Regions from separate parts of the Sus scrofa genome. Here regions 1 and 3 are each linked to region 2. Evidence: chromatin contacts called from public HiChIP or PLAC-seq data. All regions are on one chromosome and are shown on one strand. The core of a region is the stretch at or near the end of the contact, and the rest is flanking DNA. Distances in the headings are between cores, read along the strand shown. Region 1 has its middle 17 kb from the start of IL15RA. Region 2 holds the start of RBM17 (splicing factor 45). Region 3 overlaps IL2RA (interleukin 2 receptor subunit alpha).

The links. HiChIP or PLAC-seq counts read pairs in DNA pulled down with a chosen protein or histone mark.
Region 1: an H3K27ac HiChIP or PLAC-seq map of skeletal muscle shows a contact between it and region 2. The contact joins the enhancer-like site here to the promoter of RBM17 in region 2. A contact is called at or near these places in 3 of 5 promoter capture datasets (fetal liver, liver and skeletal muscle), 30 of 47 Hi-C or Micro-C datasets (adipose tissue, alveolar macrophages, blood and 15 more) and 2 of 2 datasets of contacts at active chromatin or transcription factors (alveolar macrophages and skeletal muscle).
Region 3: an H3K27ac HiChIP or PLAC-seq map of skeletal muscle shows a contact between it and region 2, with 13 times the contacts expected there. The contact joins the enhancer-like site here to the promoter of RBM17 in region 2. A contact is called at or near these places in 4 of 5 promoter capture datasets (fetal liver, fetal skeletal muscle, liver and 1 more), 31 of 47 Hi-C or Micro-C datasets (adipose tissue, alveolar macrophages, blood and 15 more) and 2 of 2 datasets of contacts at active chromatin or transcription factors (alveolar macrophages and skeletal muscle).

Annotation. Positions count from the first base shown.
Region 1 is chr10:65,003,856-65,006,555 of Sscrofa11.1, reverse strand. No RefSeq gene overlaps it. Among named protein-coding and RNA genes, the nearest start is that of IL15RA, 17 kb to the left of the region's middle. Within about 2 kb of position 1,290, at least 5 of the 83 cell types and tissues checked have an H3K27ac peak or open chromatin away from gene starts, as enhancers often do. A contact at or near this core is called in skeletal muscle, where this site is marked.
Region 2 is chr10:64,907,634-64,910,333 of Sscrofa11.1, reverse strand. RBM17 (splicing factor 45) reads left to right here and starts at 1,328. Exons shown (of 12, transcript XM_003130822.6): 1 at 1,328-1,493.
Region 3 is chr10:64,987,574-64,990,273 of Sscrofa11.1, reverse strand. IL2RA (interleukin 2 receptor subunit alpha) reads right to left here. Exons shown (of 8, transcript NM_213835.1): 3 at 2,204-2,317. Among named protein-coding and RNA genes, the nearest start is that of IL15RA, 33 kb to the left of the region's middle. Within about 2 kb of position 1,408, at least 6 of the 83 cell types and tissues checked have an H3K27ac peak or open chromatin away from gene starts, as enhancers often do. A contact at or near this core is called in adipose tissue and skeletal muscle, where this site is marked.

The DNA.
Region 1 (2,700 bases), core at 41-2,540, 96 kb before region 2:
CCCCAGCCACACCAGATCTGAGCTGCATCTGCAACCTACACCACAGCTCACGGCAATGCCAGATCCTTAACTCACTGATCAAGGCCAGGGATTGAACCCACAACCTCATGGTTCCTAGTTGGATTCGTTTCTACTGCACCACAGTGGGAACTCCTATTTCTCTTTTTTGATAGCAGCCATCCTGATGGGTGTGAGGTAGCATCTTATTGTACTGTTGATTTGCATTTCCCTAAGATGTTGACTCTCTTTTCACGTGCTAGGGTTTTTTTGTTTTGTTTTGTATTGTTTTGTCTTTTCCCCCTTTATGTTTTATTTTGCATACATGGTTTCTTTTTAATCTTTTCCAGAAGTCACAGATATTTTTTTTCCCAAGTCTTTTATTCTCCTCTGTGTTTTACTTTGGTTGGTTTCTATTGCTGTCTCTTCAAGTTCACTAATCTTTTCTTCTGCAGTGTTTAATCTGCTGTTAATCCCTATCTAGTGGATTTTTAGTCTGAGATTTAAAGTTTCATATGTAGAAATTTGATTTGGATCTTTTAAAAAAATATCTTCCATGTCTCCACTTAACATGTATTATCTTTCCTCTAGCTTTTTAAACACATGGAATAAAGTTTTTGTTGCTGTTTTAATGTGCTTGGCTGCTAATTCTAACCTTTCTCTCAGTTCCACTTTGGTTTTGATTGACCGTTACTCCTTGTGAGTCATACAGGTTCCTGCTTATTTGCATAGCTGTATATCTTGACTGGATCATAGATTTTATCTGGCTGGCTGCTGGGTATTTTTTACTTTCCTGTAAACATTCTTGAGCTTAGTTCCGGGGTACAGTTAATTGCTTGGATACGCTTTGATCCTTTTGGGTCTTGCTTTGAAGCTGTGTCAGGCAGGATTTGCAGTCTAGGGGTGGCCCCTCTGAGCCCTCCCATGAATAATGGGATTAGGATTTGCAGTCTAGGGGTGGCCCCTCTGAGCCCTCCCATGAATAATGGGATTAGGTGTTGCTTCAGGCTGGCTGGTCGATCAGGTATTACTGTTGACGCCCATGTGAGCTGTGTGTTTTTCCTCCAGTTCTTTAGGGCAGCTCTTTTCCTGGCCTGAGTAGTTTCCTCTCATGCACTGGATGGTCAGCACTCTGCTGAAATGAAGAACACTAAAGCAGTCTTTCCAGAACCTGCAGGTTTCAGGTTCACTCCCGGTACTGCTCTTTCCTCAGTGTCCTTGCTGTGACTGGTCTGGGCCTCCCTGGACACTCAGCCCCCCCTCCAAATCATCACGTTTGCTGGTCTCTGAGGGGGCCCCTTCTCCCTGCCCCACACCTGAGACTTCCTCAGGGCAGCAAGCCAGGGCCAGCATAGGCTCACCTCATTTGCTTCTCATTCCTTAGGGATTAATGTCCTTCACTGCCTCACATTCAATGTCTTGAAAAGTGTTATCTCATCCCCCCCCCCATTTTTTAGTTGTTTTGGGAATGGGGACTAAACTTAGTCTCTATTCCTCCATCTTGGCCAGAAATGGGAGCCTAAGGGACACATTTTATACAGGGATCTGGTTACAGAAGTGTCCAAAGGGCTAAAGTAGCAAAACAGAAAAGGTTTGTATTGCAGGAAGCCAGGTCTGGAAGAACCAGGGGAGGAGGTGATGTTACATGAGACCAGGAGTATTCTTAGGGCTGATCATGGAGGAAACTTGGCTGCCCCTGAAATCGGTGCTGCGGTAACTGCATATATTTTTGGACCCTGTAATGGCAGCCAACTGCTGCTCTCCTTACTGGGGCTGCCACGGCTGCTGAGCCCACAGCCATCTCTGGCTGATGGAGATGCCACTAGACGCAGACAGGAAGGAGTATGGCTTCTCTTTTTTCATCTGTCCTCCAAACTCTTTTTAGAACTTCCAATTAACCACCTTAGCCTGCGGCTGGGACAAGAGCATCTGGGAAGTGTAGTTGGCAAAGATTCAGCCCCTAACAGTAGAGAACAGGGCATGGAAAGACAGGGAGGTGCCAGCACATCTCCTGCTGCATCTTCTACTCTTTACGGATTAATGGTACTGCTTCCTCGTTCACCACTTTGCTCTAAGGCATTTACTCCACTGATGATTTCAAACACTATATAACTTCTCTCTTAAGTTCTGTTCCTTTGAGGTAGTCTAAAGTGCTGAAGCCAAACTTTCCCTTCCAAGCCAAGTAGTGGAAAGCTCTTAGCCATCCACCTTACCTGACTGCATGAAGGCAGTTCTTAGCCTGTTTTTCCACATGGAATAGCCTCTGATCCTACCCTCAAATCAGTAGAATAACTCATATATGAAGGATAACTTATTATAGATGAAGAGGACACGGGTTTGCACTGCACTCCTTCAAAAGAGGAATGAAATAACAAAGAGATTGGCATTGAACATTTCAGCAGCTCTCTCTTTCTGATTCCTGACTTAACCTGAAATCCCCACCTGCCAGAAGCATCCCCATCTGAGCCCACACTCTTGGAAAAGCCTTCAGGGACATTGCAAATGAACTACACTCATTCTCTAAAGATGAGTAAGGAAGTTGTCAAATTAGTACAGAGAATCGATGCCGTTTCCTCAGATATACTTGTTTACCTTCTAGAGGGAAACATTTTTAGGTGATGTTTATGGAACAGAAAACGTGTATTTACTTGGAAGCCTGCTTACATGTTGAATGCTAATTCTTGTCCTATTTTCCATTGAAAA
Region 2 (2,700 bases), core at 79-2,578:
AGGACTCGCCCGCTCTCACCCTGGGAGGTGACTGCATTCATGGATGACCCTGACATTCTTTGTTTTATCCTTAACTACAGCCCAAGTGGTGGTATTTCAGGTAGCTCTGCAATGCTGCTCCCAAGTGGAAAGGGGGATATCAGAATATGATAAAGAGGAAAGGGGGATACCAGAATACGATAAAGGGGAGGGGAGGTGCATACAGCACACACCCATTTTGCAAAATTTGTTGCTCTCTCCTGAAGGTCACAAGGAGCAGACATCCCCATGAAGGATTTTAGTGTTTTTCTAGATATGAAAATTTGCAAGAATTGGGCACATAAAATCTTCTCCTAAAAATATCTATCTGAAGAACTGTGCTTGCAGTTTTCCCAAAGCACAGAGTGCCTCTCTGATTTTCACCCAGAGTTCTGCTCAGGGGGTGCCGTGGGTTGGCAGGTGCGGTGGCTCATGATTTAATCCATGTAGAGGCTGATGGCAAGTGCCAAACTCCAGTTCACACAAGCATTACCTTTTGAGCCAGCCTTTTTTTTTTTTTTTTTTTTTTTTTTTTGTCTTTTTGCCATTTCTTGGGCCACTCCCGCGGCATATGGAGGTTCCCAGGCTAGGGGTCAAATCGGAGCTGTAGCCACCGGCCTACGCCAGAGCCACAGCAACGCGGGATCCGAGCCGCGTCTGCAACCTACACCACAGCTCACGGGCAACGCCGGATCCTTAACCCACTGAGCAAGGGCAGGGACTGAACCCGCAACCTCATGGTTCCTAGTCGGATTCGTTAACCACTGAGCCACAACGGGAGTTCCCCGAACCAGCCTTTCGAGACTTATGGAAGGCAAAGCCTTTTATTTCAAAGGACAGGGACACAAGGCCTTGCCTACAGTTTTGAACGCAGATGTGAGAATCGTATTTACACAGAACTCCACCTTCTTTTTCCTCCCAGCTTCTGTTATGTCGTTTTTAAACTTTGACGCTTTAGAACATCCACACCCTCCCTGTGTTTCCTTAGTCCTACACTTACTTCAGCGCTTTGGGCCATTTCTTCTGAAGCCCTTCGTTTTCCCAGTCACCTCTCCTATTGTCATTTATTTTCAGCTTTGCCCAAACGGCGGGATGGTTTCGCAGCCCTGCACCAGTCGTCCTCCTCCCGATGGCGGGGAGTGGGAGGGGGTGTTACTGAAATGTGGCAACCTTGCGACACGGCGACATCTTTTGGCGGGAGAGAGGGACGCGGGCGCGGTGGCGGTGCGATGAGGTCCTCCCGCGGACAGGGGGCGCGCGGCGGGGCGGGCGTCCTCGGCGCAGGCGCAGCGCGCCTCTCTCCCAGCCGCACACGCCGTGACCCCGCGCAGCCGCGCGGCCCGCGGACTCTGCGTAGGGGTTGGCGCCGGAGCGGTCCGGCCGTCGGGGGCTGACGCCGAGCGCTCTGCCCGCCGTCTCCGCGGCGCGTCGGCCCCGGTGCGTGGCCGCCCGGGAGCGTCGGCCGGGCGGACCGGGTAAGTGGCGCCCGGGGCAGGGGGCGAGCGCCTCCCGGGCGGCGCTGGACGCGAGGCCGCCGCTTTCGGCCGCGCCGTGAGGGCCGGGGGTCCCAGGCCGTCCCCCGGCCGCCATCCCCTCGCCTCAGGCGGCCTGGCCCCGGCCGACTCTCCGCGTCTCCCTTCGCGCCCCGCCGCCCCTTTCCCTTATTTGCCCGGGTTATCGGGCCCGGTCTCCTCTCCCGGATTCTCATTTTCCGTCTGTGTGTCCTCGTCTCTTCTGGCCCCGCGGGCGTGTTTGGGGAAAGTTGCCCGGTCCGTGACCTGGTGGGCAGGCCTGGGTCACCTGTGGCCCCGAACGCTTGCACCCCTCCCGGTTGGAGGGTGCAGAGGAAGGAAGCCGTTTCCTCCCCCGGCCGCAGAGCGGGGAATCCAGGTGTGGACATCTCTCAGAGACCCGGGTTCACCTGGCCGCGCAGGAAGACGGGACTCCGGCTCTAGCGCTGCCCTCGTCCGTGCAAAGCGGCGTTGCAGCTCTCACGTCCAATCGCCAAGCATCTTTTGAACATCTCCCTTTACCCAGACCATTTGTCAGCAACGAACAGTGGCTGCAAGATAAATAAGCCTCTGTCCTTGCAGTCTGGAAGATTGGTCTTTCGGGAAACAAGCATAAAGGCATGGGTTGATCTGAGGGACTGGAGGGGGGTCTGGAAAGGCTTCCAAGAGGGAAGGAGGCTTATAACTGAACCTTGGAGGTCTTTGGTTCGATGTGCAAGATGGGGGAACGGTTTCCTGCAGAAGAAATAAGTGCGAGAGCGGCAGAGGCCGAGCGTCTTAGCGCGTTTCGGAAACTGCAGCAAAGGCAGAGAGGCTTGAAGAGGGCAGGTCAGGTCAGGTCAAGAAGGTGGGAGAAGTCAGTAGTGGAGAGCCGTGGAAGGGATTTATTGCTAGAGGCAGGCGGATGGGTGGGAAGTAGGACCTTCTGGACGAGGGCGAAACGCAACATCCTCAAGTAGGTGAGGACTGCGTCTCCTCCAACAGAGTTTTTAAAGAGTGCGAGTCAATTTCCAGTTTTATGGGGTGAAGGACACAGACGTTTTGATTATAAAACACAAAGACATTTTGGGAGTGTAGGATATTAGTAACTTAAACTGAGGGTGTTTTCTTTTTAGAACCTTATCAAGAGATGGACGCGGTGCAGTTTAGAACAGTGAGTAGGCTGTGAGCC
Region 3 (2,700 bases), core at 159-2,658, 80 kb before region 2:
TGGTTTTTTTCTTTTTCTTTCTTTCTTTTTTTTTTATCAGGGCTGCACCTGTGGCATATGGACGTTCCCAGGCCAGGGGTTGAATCGGAGCTGCAGCCCCTGGCCTTCACCACAGCCACGGCAATGCCAGCTCTGCGTCATGTCTGTGACCTACACCACAGCTCACAGCAACGTCGGATCCTTAATCCACAGAGCGAGGCCAGGGATCAAACCCGGATCCTCATGGTTACTAGTGGGGTTTGTTTCTGCTGAGCCACAGTGGGAACGCCTTGACTGTGGTTCTTACTCTTTCCTTTGTCCTCCCTGCCTCCCCTCCTTCCTTGCAGCCAATAAGTGTTGGTAACATTTATGTGTCAGGACCTCTGCTAGGCACTCTGTGAAAAGGCACAGAGACACAGTCCCCCCGCAAGGCGCTGAGGCTACTGGGTACGGAAGCACATGCAGGCAGAACACCGTGAGGGTGACAGCGGAGGCAGAGACCTTGCTCTGGGAATGGAGAGGAAGGAGCAGTCGCTTCTGAAGATGGTGCGGGGCTTTGATAAGAGGACGAGTGTGGAAAAACTAGTCTCCCCTGAGGGCTAAGGGCAGGCTTGAACCAATCTGGGCTGATGAAATGTGGGGTCCACATGGATCTCCACGACCAAGTGAGGAGGTACATCCTCGAGTTGCAGGTGGTGGTCATCCTGGGCTCATGGCGGAAGGACTGGGGGCCAATCCAAAGCCAGGAGGATGGGAGTACCAAGACATCCTGGAGAAATGGAGCCTGCACCCTGATCAAGCCATGCCTGAAGTGGGATCTAGACAAGCCCTTTTAAGACCTCTGAAAAGTCCCCAGACCCAGTATGTTACACTCACCCAACAAAACCCCAAACCTGGTTGACCTTTAACCCCAGAGATCATTTCCTGCTCTGATTTGAATCCAGAACCACCTCCACCCCTCATCGGGTACCACATGTCCCCCTAACCCCAGAAATTTGAAGCTGCATGTACGTTCTGACCTTCCACAGCCCCAGGGACCCAATGTAATCTCCCCCAGTACCCTGTACAACCCCATGCAGCAGGAAGCTGAGGGCTCTGCTCTACGCAGTGTCTTTACAGGCAGTCAAATTCATCACCATCTGAACCTGCTTGAATTCAGCTTTGCTTCCGTGGAGTGAAAACCTCCATATTAAAACAATCTGTGAAGCATCCCTTCGCCAGAGCCTGCTGGCCATCTCTTGGGTAAGGACAGCAAACACCGACCCCATGAGAAAACTTTTAATAATTGTGGAGGCAAGAAGCAGAGAAAAACAAATAATTAAGTGGGTTTTGAAACCTCGTTCTGGCACGAAGTTGGAGTGAAAAGGGCTGGAAGCAGCATGTTGCACCATAGTCCCTGGATGAGTCACAGTGTTGTGTTTTGTTCTTATAATTAATAGAAGAACATAAATTCGAACTGGTTTCAATTATCAGCAAGATCCCTCGTCTCATTCAGGAGACCTGAGGTCTTTAGCCAAGTCTTTAAATGTCTCCATTTCTTCAGTAAATTGAAGTCCTGCTCCCTGACTCTCTGGGTTGTGAGATTCCAAGGAGGTTATAACATTGTAAAGCTCTCTCTAAGGTGTAAAATTAGCATAGGACCAGAGGGTCTTGTAAGGTCAGCGGGTCCCCCCAAAGCTCAGGTTTCCCAACAGCCTCTATTTCTCCCTGACATTGTGGCTTGATTTCAGCGTTATTTATGTTGGGAATTTAGGGCAGCAGCTGGGTAACACGGCCCTGTCTTGCCCACAGCCCCTTAGCTCGGAGATGTTTTGTCTGCAGCTTCAAGTCTCGCCCAACCCTGTCCTGTAAGAAACATCTGGAAGGAAATTGCTCTGCTTGCAGTTCAGTGTCTTGTATGTAAGGAGACAGCACAGAGTCTCTCCTTGAGGACGGGGACCACTGTCTGGTCAGGCCTGCATCTCCTGGCCGCAGGTAGTCCCCAGATGTGCTTGGTGAAGTGAAGTGAGTTGAGTTGGATTGAATGGAGTTGAATTCTGTTTGGCTGGTTCCCAAACCCAGAGGAAGCCCTGAACCCAGGTTGGCTGCTGTCAGAGTGGCTTGATGTGCTGAGTGACCAGCCTGCAAACCCGCTTCTTGTCCACACGGCATCCTTAGGAAAGAGGACAGACGCCTCCTGAGGGCAGCATCTCCTCTACCTGCAGGGGGATGGTTTGCCTCTTACCTGGAAGATTAGCTTGGTTCGGGGGCTGCATCTGGCCCTGAGTTTCTGTGGTTTTTCGTTCCTTCTGTTCTTCAGGTCTAGGAGTAACTTGTTTTACGGGGATCCTCGGGGAGGCTAGGGAGTAGGGGTGAAATGAAGAAAATAACTTCACAAATGTGTACAAGAGAAAATGCCCTTCGTGTATTCATTCAAAAAGAAGGTGTTTTTAGAGCCCACGACCTGCCAGCCAATATTGGGGTACTGGGGTCATAAAGATAAGCACTTGGGGGGGCTCTTGGTTGTGCCTGTTCATGGTCAGCCCAGCGCCAGCCTGTCAGTCGGGCTTCCTGTCCAGACGACCATGGCCTCTGATGTATTTCTCAACTGAGATTTTCTGATGGAATTTGTGTATTAGTCTCCCCCAGAGGGACTCCATTCTGGCCGTCCGCCTGATGGCATCACACATGGCAGGAGTGCGACCATGAATGATGAGCCCCGTCAGCTCGGCAGCCCGCCCA